2 separate regions of the Sus scrofa genome follow, and region 1 is linked to region 2. Evidence: chromatin contacts called from public HiChIP or PLAC-seq data. All regions are on one chromosome and are shown on one strand. Each heading gives the region's core, a stretch centred on a gene start, on an enhancer-like site or on the middle of the called end of the contact. The rest is flanking DNA. Distances are from core to core; before and after follow the strand shown. Region 1 overlaps POC1B (POC1 centriolar protein homolog B). Region 2 overlaps ATP2B1 (ATPase plasma membrane Ca2+ transporting 1).

Evidence for each region. HiChIP or PLAC-seq counts read pairs in DNA pulled down with a chosen protein or histone mark.
Region 1: a contact with region 2 is called in an H3K27ac HiChIP or PLAC-seq map of alveolar macrophages. The contact joins two enhancer-like sites. A contact is called at or near these places in 1 of 47 Hi-C or Micro-C datasets (embryonic fibroblasts) and 1 of 2 datasets of contacts at active chromatin or transcription factors (alveolar macrophages).

What each region holds. Positions count from the first base shown.
Region 1 is chr5:93,169,521-93,176,666 of Sscrofa11.1, reverse strand. It overlaps POC1B (POC1 centriolar protein homolog B), which reads right to left. Exons shown (of 12, transcript XM_021092774.1): 5 at 2,296-2,403; 6 at 2,059-2,174; 7 at 591-724. Among named protein-coding and RNA genes, the nearest start is that of GALNT4, 40 kb to the right of the region's middle. Within about 2 kb of position 4,231, at least 18 of the 83 cell types and tissues checked have an H3K27ac peak or open chromatin away from gene starts, as enhancers often do. A contact at or near this core is called in alveolar macrophages, where this site is marked.
Region 2 is chr5:92,948,396-92,955,142 of Sscrofa11.1, reverse strand. The region is part of intron 1 of ATP2B1 (ATPase plasma membrane Ca2+ transporting 1); the gene reads right to left. Among named protein-coding and RNA genes, the nearest start is that of ATP2B1, 15 kb to the right of the region's middle. Within about 2 kb of position 4,327, at least 2 of the 83 cell types and tissues checked have an H3K27ac peak or open chromatin away from gene starts, as enhancers often do. A contact at or near this core is called in alveolar macrophages, where this site is marked.

The DNA.
Region 1 (7,146 bases), core at 2,982-5,481, 220 kb before region 2:
TGAAGACTTAAAAACAGAGAATGTGGCTTTATATGTGGGCAAATGGGCTTCTAGAACTGAATCTCAGAATGAGTCAGATTTGAGTACCCGGTCACAGGCAGGACCGGACGGAGGCAGGCCTCCCCATGAGAAATATCAGAGGGAACCAGGGAGGACAGGTTCCCGAGGGCAGAGGGCCCCACTTGTCCAATTTCTCCTTCTAAATTCACCAAACAGGGTAGCGCAGGGAGGGAGGGAGGCGGCGTTAGAGGCTAAGAATGTCGGAGCTGGTGAGACGCCTCCACGGCTCGGGAAGATCACCAGGAAGGAAAAAACACATCTGTCACCGTTTAACCCCATCTGTGCTGCATACTGATGAAAGCAGCAGTGGAGACTGAGTCAACGGCCACTGAAGACAGACATTCGCTTCGACGAGAATGACATTAAATAACACTGCTAAGGGTGGCTTCCAGAGAAGCAAAAGTAAACAATGAAAAAATTATGATAGCAGCAGTATGTTACACTTGCAAAAACAATAAAGCCATCGAATACCATGGATCAAAATGTTTAAATATATATCATTTAGAAAACAAAAATGTTAGTGTCCATACCGTATGTCCTTGAAGTGTATATATGAGCCTTCCTTCTAGGAGGTCCAGAATCTTAAGGGTACCATCGGAAGAAGCAGTGATGAGGTAGTTACCCGAAGGATGGAATGACACACAGTTCACTCCACCACTGTGAACTGATGTGTAACATAAAAGCAAAAAGTTCAGAGAATAATACTTAATTCTAAAGATGCCCCTTAACCCTATTAGCAATTCTAGGTTGAACGCAAGAATCAGTTAGAGGCAATGTCTAGCCAGTACCAAAACTCCATATAGCCCACTTAAAAAAAAGGAAAAAAAAAGTAGTTTCACATCAAATAGCTAAAGCTTCCAGCTCATGAGACAGATAGCTTTACCAATGAGCATGTGTCATGGAAAGACGATCTTATTACCCACTTTCCTACAAAATCCTCAGATACATTAACAGCGTCAGCAGCAACTGATTACACCCCCTCATGTAAGACAGACAACCTAACCGCCAATGAAATGGTTTTTTTCACTCTAAACATTGATGTATTTGTCAATGCAAGTATAACTAATGCTGGATAAATACTAGGGTGAGGCTGTTAAAACCAAGCTCGAGGTGAAGGGAAAGCCCTATGCATGTGACCAGGGGACAAACTCAAGGGTTGTTTGACCCGTTTTGCGTTGGCTGGCGGAGGCCTTCAACTAAATTCAACCACCAATCAATTAATGGCTTGGGAAAAGGGTGAAGAGTATTGGAGGTGTGTTTGGAGAAGGGCAGTCTGGCCAGCTTGAGAAGTCACTTCTGAACCCCATTCTTCCAACAGGAGGCAGTCTAACACAGCGGTCAAAAGTTTGTTCTACAAGGTACTTTGTGAAAATGTACCTTGTAAGCAGAAAGACCCGTGTCGGTTCTAGCAATTATTCGAGCGCGTTTCTTAGTCTCTTGAAGCCTCGATTTCTTTATCTTTGAAATGGAGGTTATAATAATACTTCTCAGGCTGTTGTGAGGACTGAGCAGTGTCTGCTACGGGGTAGATACTGTATTTATTAGGAAGGGACATGTGGATTTAATATCAACCGAATATACACTAAGAAGTCAGTCCGTGCCTCTTTACCCTCACGACATAGGTGGTGTGTAGTTGCACGTCAAGGACTGCAGGGTGCTGTTTACTACCTGTTATAAGCAACTACTTGTAACGCCTTCTGAGGCAATTTCTCTCCTGGGCTTTTCACACAAAGCATAACCAATGTTTGAAAATCTCACGGTAATTTCTTCTATTTTTACAGATCTGTTATCATTTTAAGGTCTTTCCACCGCCCTGTGCACTCTGGCATCTACCCCAACTCGTGGGACCATGTTCCTGCTGGGGGCTGATGTCCTCTAATCCATTCAAAGGCAGCACATCTCTCCTTACAAGGGTCGCACTGAGAAGGTAGCCTGTCGGTGTAAGAACTTCCTCGAGAAGCCCACTCGACAAGTGAATTTTGTTGTGGGCAATGTTACCTTGATAATGCTGGAGTAGTTTGTTCACTCTTATATCCCAGATTTTCACGGTATGATCAGAACCTGCCGAGGCTATGCACGTACCATTAGGGTTAAAATCCACAAAATTGGCAAACCTAGAGGAAAGAGTAAGATGACCTCATGCTTCCATTTCTCTTCCCTCTCATTTCTTTACTTGAATTGTGACAATTCACTGGCAAACGAACCCCCATAAAGGCAAAAAGAGAGAAGACTTACCCTACAAAATCTGAGAAGTTATTAACACACTGCTTATTTGTGGTATCCCAGATTTTAATAGTTTTATCTTCACTACATGACACAATCAGTCTTCCATCAGGTGAAAACCTGCAAAGCATAAAAAAGATAATTTTTGTGGAAGGCTCCTAGCAAGCACAATCCCCCCTACCCCCATCACTATGTAAAAGTCAGGCTGCACATATTAAATACCATTCACCACTGCTGCCAAACTATGCGGCGAAGTCATATTCTGTTACCAACATCTTTCCAACTAAAAATAAGCACAACCAATGATGCTGACAGACCATGAAAAGGATCAAAATACATTTTCTAGACTAACCAAGTTTCTTTTAACCTTTTATTTAAATAATTTAGTCGTATGCTATCTGTCCTAGGTCTGCACAGCTTTCAAGCCAAGTCACCTTGTTTTTTTAAAGGTACTCTTTCTTTCCTTTCTTTCTTTCTTCTACTTCTGTCATTTTCCGGTCTTACCCATGTGACCTAAGAAAGCCTTTATTATTCATCCTGCAGAAACGCTTTTTCTAAGAAAAGGACTGGTGTGCTGAGAATTAAAATTAAATGATATCATCAACAAAAGAACCAACTCCCTAAGCCTGTAACTTCCTGGACTTGGGGAGGCCAGAGAGCTCCGATGGACTGAAAATAGGACAACTCATTTATACAGAATTGAAGTTTCTTCACGGACACACCTATTATCCACGTGCCCCATTAAAAAACATATGAGAAAACTCCCAGGCATCTTGCCTACTGCTTTCATGCCCTCGCTCCCTTTAGGATCCTTTCCAAGGTTCTTTCTCCCCTTAAGGGCTTTTTTAGAATAGAGACAGAAGAGCAGAAGACCAAAGAGAAAATGAAAAATTTTGGTCTATTAGGGAACTATGAAGCGCATGTTGGCTACTAATATTTTAGCAATAACAACAAAAAAATTAAAAAGACAGATTTAGGTCACAGACTGATTATGCTTCAGTTGTATTTGTAGCTTCCCTCTAGGCCCAGATTACTATAAAGTCATCTGCTAAGGGTGTGGATTATAATTGAAGGTTTTTCTTTTTGTTCTCTCTCACGGTCCCCTCCCGAACGCCCTGATCTTAAGGCTGGCCTAAAAATAATTATTCCTAACAAAAACTTTCAATCTGGAATTTATGAATTCACTGTATTTAAAAAGGGACGTGGAAGGATAATTAAGGTCTGTGTGCAATAGTCTTTAAAAATTGAAGAAAATAACCTTGCAAGGAAATCCTGTACACTGGCTAACTGTTCAGCTTGATTTTATAATAACATAACATATTATTGATCTTTTCCTTTAGAATATGTGAGGAAGATTCAAATATGAAAGACAGGATTAGAGAAATGCTCCAAACAGATGAAATTTATTTTGTACAGACCCTAGGGAAGAAAAACCTCTTCAGTATCCCCATGAAAACAAACTTTGCATGATAATTGCAAACAACTAAGGCAAGAAATCAAATTGTTTCTTATTAAACTGTCTTTTAAAAAATTACTTAATGTGAACAGCTAACAGAGAACAGTTCTAAAACATGCCTTGAGTCTTACATTTTAAAGCAATGATGAAAATGCAATCAAGTGGAATGATCAGATTAAAAACCAAGTATAAATATACCCACCCTATGACAATACTGGCCAACTATCGCCACCACCACCACCACCGTTACCCTGCCAACATTTACGGAGCATCTATGTCCCAGAAGGGTTCTTAACACGTTACATTCAATCCTCAGAATCACCCTACAGAACAAGGGCTCTTGCTAGCCTCCGTGAACAGAGGAAGAAACCAGGGCTCATACTGCCAGTCACGCAACCAGCACCTCTCAGCCACTCTGCTGCAGTCTCTGACAGAAAGGAAAGTTTCTTCTGCTGGCAAAGTAGAGCACAGGAAGCTCTGTGTGGCTTCTGTGTAACCACAGAAAGTTCTAAAGTGGAGGGAAACCACAGGGCAAGGCTCTTAGGCGGCTATGTGACTGGGCTCTGCCTGACAGGCTAACCGCTAGACTAACTTCCAATAAAAATCTGTGTGTGTGTGTGTGTGTGTGTGTGTGTGTGTGTGTGTGTGCTGCCCTACCCCACCAGCGTCCTGGAGGAGTTTATGGGGAGAAGACACATTCACTGACTCACTCAAATATTGACTGAGCACCTGCCAGAACCAGGCACTGGGCACTGTCCTGGCACATAAGGGATATTAAGATGCATGAGACAGATACCCTCCCTGAGGGGGGAGGGCACAAGTAATATAACTTTAGATAAGGATAACAAAAAGAGTTTGGGGAAAAAAGAAAAAAAAAAGGTGCCAACTTGTTGCCAGAAACAGGATTTGAAAGAAAAAGGATCTGAAAGAAACGTGTGAACAGTGAAAAGACCGTGTCCTGACCAGATGAAAGTTCTTCCCGAGTGGGAAGGGCTGCAGCCTGGGAGAAATCTCCCCAGCGCCACAGACATGAAGGGAGTGTCAGCTTCCGAGGAGTGGGGAGCGGAGGAGCTGCCTGGGAGGAAAGAAGCCGGTGCCAGCTCTGCAGGACCAGAGCGCGGCTCGGGGCCAAGCCCCCCGCCCTCGCTGGGCACGGTATGGCAATCCCTGCATACACGCTGCAAGCCTTTGCCAGGGTTAAAAGCGAGGATGGTGGTTTGTACCTTTTCCTCCCTCTTCTTTTGAATGAGACGTATCAGAAACAGGTGAGCACCAATACAACAGGCTCTCTGGCCAGACTGGGATCAGAAAAAGACTCAAACGACATCTAACGGGATTATTAATTTTAAGAAGAGTAAGAGGATATAAAATTTCTATTGTGACGTTAATAAATCTCTAACTCTCTAATTCACTACCACCCAACCACCTTTTGAAAAGCCCAGTGAGTGTGTCGCCAAGGTGGATATTACATTAGTCAAAGTGACTAATGGATCAGGAGACACGGACTTTCTGTAAGGCGTTGAGAAGTTAACTGCACGACTTACTGTTCAATCTCTTAAAATGTATTGGAACTATTTGGAGAAGATGAGGAAATTCTTGAACTTTTTTTCTAGAAAAACTGGTTCACGTATCTTGAGAGTAGCCCAAGTTATATAATAGGAGTTCTTTAACTTTGACTCTATGGAGTTCCTGAAACAATATATAAAATTATACCTGGAGTTCCCCTTGTGGCTCAGTGGTAACAAACCTGAGTAGTATCCATAAGGACACAGGTTCGACCCCTGGCCTTGTTCAGTGTGTTAAGGATCAGGCATTGCCATGAGCTGCAGTGTAGGCTGCAGACGAGGCTAGGATCCCACGGTCCTGTGGCTGTGGCATAGGCCAGCAGCTGCAGCTCCGATTCGACCCCTAGCCTGGGAAATTCCATATGCCGTGGGTGTGGCCCAAAAAAGGAAAAAAAAATTATATTTCCATAAGTACAGTCATTGAGTTATTTGTTCATAGTGAGACAAACAGGTCCATGAACCCTGAGAAATTTTAAAGAGCTTTCAAAAGAAATCAAAATTTTCATTTAGCTATTTCTTATCGGATATTAGACTAAATATTAGAAACACAATATATCACCACATTGTACACTTTACACTTATACAAGTTTATGTGTCATTCACATCTCAATAAAGCTGGGGGGAAACAAAACACAAGGACACACAACCCCCACCCTAGCCAGACCCTTAGCTGCATGGAGGCAGGGCTAAGCCATCTGAGACGAGTTTGGGACTCAACCGTCAGCCCTCCAGGCAGAAGGAACAGAGATCCACTTTGGGAGTTAGACATGCCACACTGAGGAATTAGATATGGTCCCTGAAAACCAACCTGCACTACAAGGGCTGAAGGATATCGATTTAGCATCCAATTTCAGCCACACCCAGCAGTTCGGACTGTGTGGAGGATAAGAAAACAAGAAAAAACAAAACAAACAAACAAACAAAAAAAAACAAAGTGAGGATAGACAGGGAATAGTAGGAGAGAAGGAAAGAATGAAGGAGGAGTTCCTGTTGCGGCTCAGCAGTAATGAACCTGACTAGTATCCATGAGGATGTGGGTTCCATCGCTGGCCTTGTGCAGTGGGTTAAAGGATCTGGCATTGCCATGAGCTGCAGTCTGAGTACCAGATGCGGCTCAGATCCTGTGTTACTGTGACTGTGGCGTAGGCTGGCACCTGCAGCTCCAATTTGACCCCTAGCCTGGGAACTTCCATATGCTGCACATGGCAGCCCTAAAAAGAATAAAACAAACAAAGAAAAAAGAAAAAAAAGAATAAAGGAAATTTAGAAAGAAAAATATTCTCAAAAAGATTGAAAAAACACCCATATATTTCTGGCCCTCAAGGCTCTGAGACCAGCGTAGGCACTGTTCTATGTCCCCTAAGACACAAATCATTGGTAAGAGCTACTCTGAAGCCAGCAGCTATTCAATAGGAGGCAGAAGCAGTAAAAAGCAGTGAAATAAAGCTTCCCAGTCAGTTAAGAGTCCCGATTCTAAGGCCAACTTTGCAAGTGTCTGACTGTGTAACCTTCTAAAAGTCATAACCATTCCGGCCACCATCTTCTGTTTGGATAATGAGACGGTTTGGTTTGCATTCAGGCCTAAAACTCTCAGAGATTCATTAAAAAAAAAAAAAAATTGGCAATTTCAGAGTTTGCATTGATGGGATGTGGGGTTTACATACTAAAAGTAGAGTTGAAGGCAGTAAGCAAAACCTTTATGTTTTTTACAGTGTTGGTCAGCTGTTAGACGAGAAATCATGTGACGATTGCAGTAACAGGAGTCATTCCTATAACTGCAGAGAGACAAAAGGCAGATGAGAGATAAAAAGGGCTAAGTATGCCCTGAAACATGCTAATTAT
Region 2 (6,747 bases), core at 3,078-5,577:
TTGCTTCCCACCAGAACTCCTGCCATCACCAATCAGTATCTGCTCATTTTGTTCATTAGATTCCATACATAAGTGAGTTCATACAGTATCTGTCTTCCTCTGCCTGACCTATTTCACTTAGTTAGTATAATGCCCTCAAGGTTCATGCATGTTGTCATAAACTGCAAGATGTCTTTCTCTTTTTAATAGTGGAATCATATTCCAGACTGGGTATATATACACACCGCATTTTATATAAACCATCAATATGGCTTCTTAATTTGCTATATAAAAACTTACATTCATCCATCTTACCCAACAGATCATAAACCAACTGGGGAAATACTTCTTTTGTATCCTCACCTTCATCTTCTACCCTACACCATCCACAGAGTACACTTAGTGTTCTATACACAGAAGCTAAATATTAAATACCATTGTAGAATAGTATAAATACAGAAGTTGTAAGAGCCTGCACTGAATTCATACTAATTTCATGACAAACCTGGAATTCACTTTCTGAAATAAAGTCATACTGACTCCTGGACTCATACTTTAAACATAAAATGTACAGAGAGTCCAGTTATGAACTTTCTGGATAGTTGCATTCTTTCTAGTAACTAAGTATCTAACAAATCTAGACTCTGTCCTAGACGCTGCTTACTATGACTTACTATGCAGTATGACTATAAAGTAATAACTGACATATCAAAATATATAGCCTAAAAATACCTATTTTTACACTAAGAATTAATTACCTTAGTTCATTCTAGTTAGGCTATCATTGCTAAAAACATTTCCAGCACTGCTATTTCAAAATTTCCTTTAGAGCCTGGGGTACTTTTAAAAGAAAATATCCTTAAGGACAGCAAATCATTTTTTGGACAATACGTCATCAAGAATAATTTTGTTGATAAATTTCATTAATAAGTAGATGGTTCACATACTACATGTTATAAAGACATTGGTCAATAAAAAATTGTGTCACAGAACTTGTTTACTAGAGGCAAGTGTCTATGAAAGATAACACTTCATAATACAGAAGCTCCTCAATCAATTCAGAGTGTCATATCCTAAGCCCAAATGAGTTTTCAATCTTGTGGCATGAATTTAACAGAATTCTGCTTTTTTAAAATTAATAAACATGTGTTTTACCATTTGCAATTTATCACTTACTAATTTTGACTTAAATGCTTTCTTGAATCTCCAATGTTATGCTTTTCTACAACAGACCTTAGCTTTTTCCCCAGAGAGCATCAGACATACCACACTTCATCAACAATTACCATTTTCCCAATATTTCTGGTAACAAGATCAAGATAATATCAAGTCTTCATTGTCACTTCAAAGGTATGGCACACTCTTCTAGGAACTAGATTTAAAATTGTCTTTCTGCAGTCTGTATTTGGAGTTTATCAAAATAAGCCAAATCTCTAGCCTCCTGCAGTTTTCATCAAGCCCTAGGTAAACAGGCAAGTATGTCAAAAACCATCCAAGAACATCTCAATGCTAAGAAAAGAGAAAAAAAAAATGTGGCCCTTGACATTACTTTAAACTTCTGGTAACATGTCAGAGGCTCACAGCATATGGCAGAAAGAGCAGCAGACTGCGGAGTTAGAGAGCTGGGTCCGCAGGCCTTCTCTGCTCGTGAGCACGTGGGCAGGTGAACTGACTCCTTTCTCTATCTCCAGAGAAAGAAGCCATCATCTTAGCTGGAGGGCTGCCACAGAATAAATCATATCAACGGTTACATGCAACATGCTTCTGGCACAATTAATCCTCTTCTAACCATCAAAGAAAATCAGATTCTTTATCCTCATGACCTCGCATATTAAAGCCAGTAAGCCAAATCCATTTTCTTAAACTAAAGCAGTGGACTGCGACTGTTACCAGCATAATACTCCAACTCTTCATGTCAAAAGCACTTATTTATTCAGCAGAATCCGGTTGTGAAATATATGCCATAAGTTGAAACTTATCAAAAAACTTCTATTTTAAATATTTTACACAAAAATCTTTCCACGTACCACTAAATTACCTTAGACAATTTGAAAAAGTCAAACAGAATTAAACCAGCAAGTAATCACTGAAGATTACTACCTTTTTTTAAAAAAGACCTATAATGTGCCAGGTACTATTGCTAGTTCCTGGGGATATAAACAACCACCAATCTAGACCTTGCCCTTGAAGAATGCCATTGATCTAGGAGTATGAACTTGACAGATAAATGTAATAAATATTTTAGAAATACCATATTTCCCTGGCTGCGGTATATTTCAGAAGTCATTCTTTCCACTTCTCAGCATTTTTAGCCCACAAAATAGCAAATTCCACCCTTGTTGAGTTGATGAGAACGTGAATCTCCAATTTTTGTTTAAAATTTTTCAGAAGTTCATAATTAAGAAGTAACAATGAAACCAAAAGCTAGTTTATGCACAGATTGCTTGTCACATGGCAGGCAAAGCAATTAAAGGGAACAGAATTTCCCACCTTGCAGAAAAACCACAGAATTTTCATAACTAAGAAAGGGCAGTGTTTCCTTTTTATGCAGTAACACAAATGTAATTACTTCCATTACATTAAAGACAAAAAAAAAAAAAAAAAATCACAACACACAAATCGAAGAAAGGTAACTTTAAACCAATAAGAAATGCAAACAAAATCTATATACACTTTACTGTTTCAAAGTTACAGGTCAGTTGGAAAGGCGTTAAGGAGGTTAAATCCTAGAATAGAGATTATGAAAAGCAACATGTTATGGTGTTGATTCTTAATCAAATGGCCAAAATGACTTAGATGACTTAAAAGTCAGAAAAAGCACTGCAGAGCTACTGTTTTTTTTTTTTTTTTTTTTTTTTTTTTTTGTTTTTTTTTTTTATGATTATAGTCATGATAAGCACTGTCTGAGCTACTGTTTTTGAATCAAATTTTTCTGTGGCTATTAAGGTTTGTGATTCTCTATTTTTTATTTTAAAAATGTTTTTTACTGTCAATTTTCTTTTAAAAAAAGGTAATATTTGGGCTTGCTTTGAACAACTTTCCCAATTTCTACAAATCTGCTCTTGTCTGCAGTGTGCTGAGAAACCAGTTATCCAAATGCTATAGAAATGAGTTTAAAATACTGGTAAACACACCAGGTAAACACTTAAAGTGGAGGTGAGTCGCCGAGAGATTTGATGCATGGACTCCTGGCTTCCAAGAGGGCCTATCCGCCAGCTTCCTGCTTTTCTACTTGTTCTACACGGTTGAGGAAGCTAGAAAAATAACAGCCCTCAGGCTAGGAGAGAAACTATCCCACACCTCTCCCCATTCTTCTGGTCCCTTTCCTCTTCCATTCCTTTCCCTTTCGGGGGCATTTCAGGTGGGGCTTAATCCACTAAGCGGCATTCCTTGACAAAAAGACCACTATTCACTGACTCTGACATCAGAGGCATGTCAAAGCCACTCCATCCTTTTACTTCTTTAACTTTTCCAAGTAATTAAGAGAAAAAAAACCCCAGCAGCTTTGAATAGTCAAATACATATATGTTGCTATCTAACTACTAAGTGTTAGAAAGTTACATTCAATCGACTACATACTCTGCCCTAATACCCTATTCTGCCTCCCCTGTCACATCCCACTTCTGCAGCTGTCATCTGAAAGTCCTCACCGCCATAATCTAGTGACTTTCAATGCCCCTAATCTCTTTGTGTACATTTGTAGCATTAGGTTAAACTATAATCTCTCAAGATCCCCAAAAACCACTTAAAATGTCTTCCTTTCAACTCCTTGCAGCATCTGCCATATGGGGCCACCTAGTATGGAACACACTGGAGGGGCAGGGCCAAAGAAACTCCTCAGAGGAGGAGTTTTCCCCCTTTCAGCACAAAGACCTTCACCAAGACCGCCACGTCTTGAGGAAATATTCAATTTGAATCTATAAGTGCACATTAAGAAAGGAGGCAATACAGGCAACTCCAAGATTACAAGGGAACTCAGAACTAACAGTCTGGCTCTCTACCTTGGCTGTATATGGAATATAAGCAGAGCTCAGTGCAATTTAAAAAAAATAAAAAAATAAAAAACAATCCTTGGAAAGAAATAGAGACACAAGGAAAGAGCTCACCATCAAGAGTTCTAAAAACAGGAAACAATGGTGGCAAAACTGCTGAGATTTGAGGGTTTGACAGGCATACTCCAAAATGCCTTTCTTTTCTTTCTTGTAAAAGAATAGCTGGAAACAACGCATCCCTATTCATTATAGGAAGCGATCAAAGACTAGGAAGGGGACATGTGCACACACTTAACACTGGTTCTTTGGAAGCACACAGCACCTGATGAATCACCGCACAAAAAAAGGAAACCAAGAAGGAATACTGGACACAGCAAGTGAGATGGACTGCAAGTTCTGCTTAACAATCTCTCAGCAGGTCACAGGGGCTACTGTCTTGAACACATAAATACTTTTTAAAGGAATTTATCCATAATCTTAAATTTTCCAAAGTCTTGATGATTAAAAAAGTCAGATACAATGTCAAAGGCAGAGCCTGCTACACTTTCTTAAAACTTTAAAGTTTTATTTCATATACAAATATAGAACCTCTACTTTTTTGGATTATACTTGCACTTAAAATGTCAAACTTCCGTAGAATTTTCTCCTTTGTTAAAAAAAGTTTTAATCTGTAAGAAGCATTCTAGAAAAGCTTTATCAGCATTTTGAAATAAATACTACTGCAACTAAAGCAACATCCATTTCGATGGGCTTCTTCTTAGTATTCTACTCCACTTTGTAAAGTCTATATTACCCTTTACAAGCAGGGCTGGTGTAACTGTTTTAGAAATGTTACATCACAAAGTTATAACAAAATATTTCTCATCTTCAATAGTGTGATTAAGCTAACATATTAGTCAGCTTAAGTTAAAAGAAACAGCAGCTTGTGATACATTCTAACTGCAAGCATATTACAGTTTCTAAAGAAAGAAAGAACAACCATTTTCCTGGACACCACTGTCAGTAGACTCAGGCTCAAGACTGGATGCAAGATGCTCATTCAAGAGTCATTACAAAAACATCACAGGCTAAAGGCAGTGTGCCAGATGCAAGTGATAGAAGGTTAACAGTGCCTCCTCTCCAACTTTACTGCTCATGGAGGTGTCCAACATGAAAACAACAAATTATGAATTTTTAAAAGGGCTAGGAGAATTTGAGAAAGTAAAGCAGAGCCCTAGAAGTTGAGGGTCATGAACTGTACATGCAGCAGCAAAAGACAATACTTAACCAGCCTCGCATGAATGACGCTGGCAGAAAATATCAATCAGAAGATAAACTACCAAAAATCCTTTAAACCCAGTAATTACAAAGGAAACAATTGTAAATGAAGATAAACACCTACAAAAAAAAAAAAATCACTGGAGGATTACTTAACATGAGAAAAACTTAAAACCTAAACATCTAGTAATAAGGGAATCGTCATGAGATGCTGTATCACACTCACTAAAAGGATGTTTATGAAAAAAATTTGTCGACATGAGCAAATGACAAAGATTTTTAAAATCACACAATTAATACCTACATTATCTCAAGCATGTTAACAGGTGTACACATTTTTTTTTAAAGTCAAAGGTAAATCAAAATGTTAAAGCTAGGTATTTCTCAGAGGTAGTGATTTTGCTTCATTTTTACATTGTTCTGTATTTTCCAAAAATTAGTGTTGTTACATTTTAAATTGGTAGAAACATTACACTTAAGTCACTGTATTCCAGGATTCCCTTTTATAACCACTCTTAACTCTTTTCATCTGTTTCAGTAGAGAATCTCTCTCCTCCAAATTCCACAGAACCCACTCATTTCAACAGGCTAATATTTGTAAATTGCTTGAATCAGTACCCGGCAGGTAGAAAGCAGCTACACAAGTGTTCATTATACTCAATATTTTTAAATTTCTAAAGTTCCCCTTGTGGCACAGTGGAAATGAATCTGACTAGTATCCATGAGGATGCAGATTTGATCCCTGGCCTCGATCAATACGTCGGGGATCCGGCCTTGCCATGAGCTGAGGTGTAGGTCACAGACACGGCTCCCATCTAGCATTGCTGTGGCTGTGGTTTAGGTCAGCAGCTACAGCTCCAATTGGATCCCTAGTCTGGAACTTCCATATGCTGTGGGGTGGCCCTTTTTAAAAAAGCAATACATACATACATACACACATACAAACTCCCTTTATTTAGTCAAAGTAACTAGTGTATTTTAGAGCTGGCCTATTTGTCATGGCACCTTGACAAAAGAACCATAGATTTTTTTTTTTTTTTTTTTTTCTCTTCTGAATTTCAGCATCTCTTAAGAGATGACTGTTGTCTCCCTCTGAAATTCTTCCTTCAAAGAAAGAGCAGGAGGAAGACATCCTGTCAAATCAAATTCTTCAAAGGGAAGGCAGGAAATTACAGGGTGTGGAATTCTAAAATATGGTAAAGTGTTAAGACACACCTACGAAAGGGTACTTAATATGTTAAAAAGTCTCTCAAGAGTCACCATCTCATGGAATTAAACCCTAACATTAAGAGTATGTACGTAGCCAGACGAAGAAATGGAGAAATCATTTATCCAATTCTTAATGAGGATGGGCTACATGTAGTTATTTGAGAAAAAACAATGTCTTCGTCTGGTTTTATGAGCTCTTTGAGGGGGGGAGTAGTGGCGGTAACGAAAGGACAACCCAGGGGAAACGCAAGAAATCAAAGATGCCAACGAACTGTTGTTCATAATAAAGGAGGGAGGAATCCGAATGGGA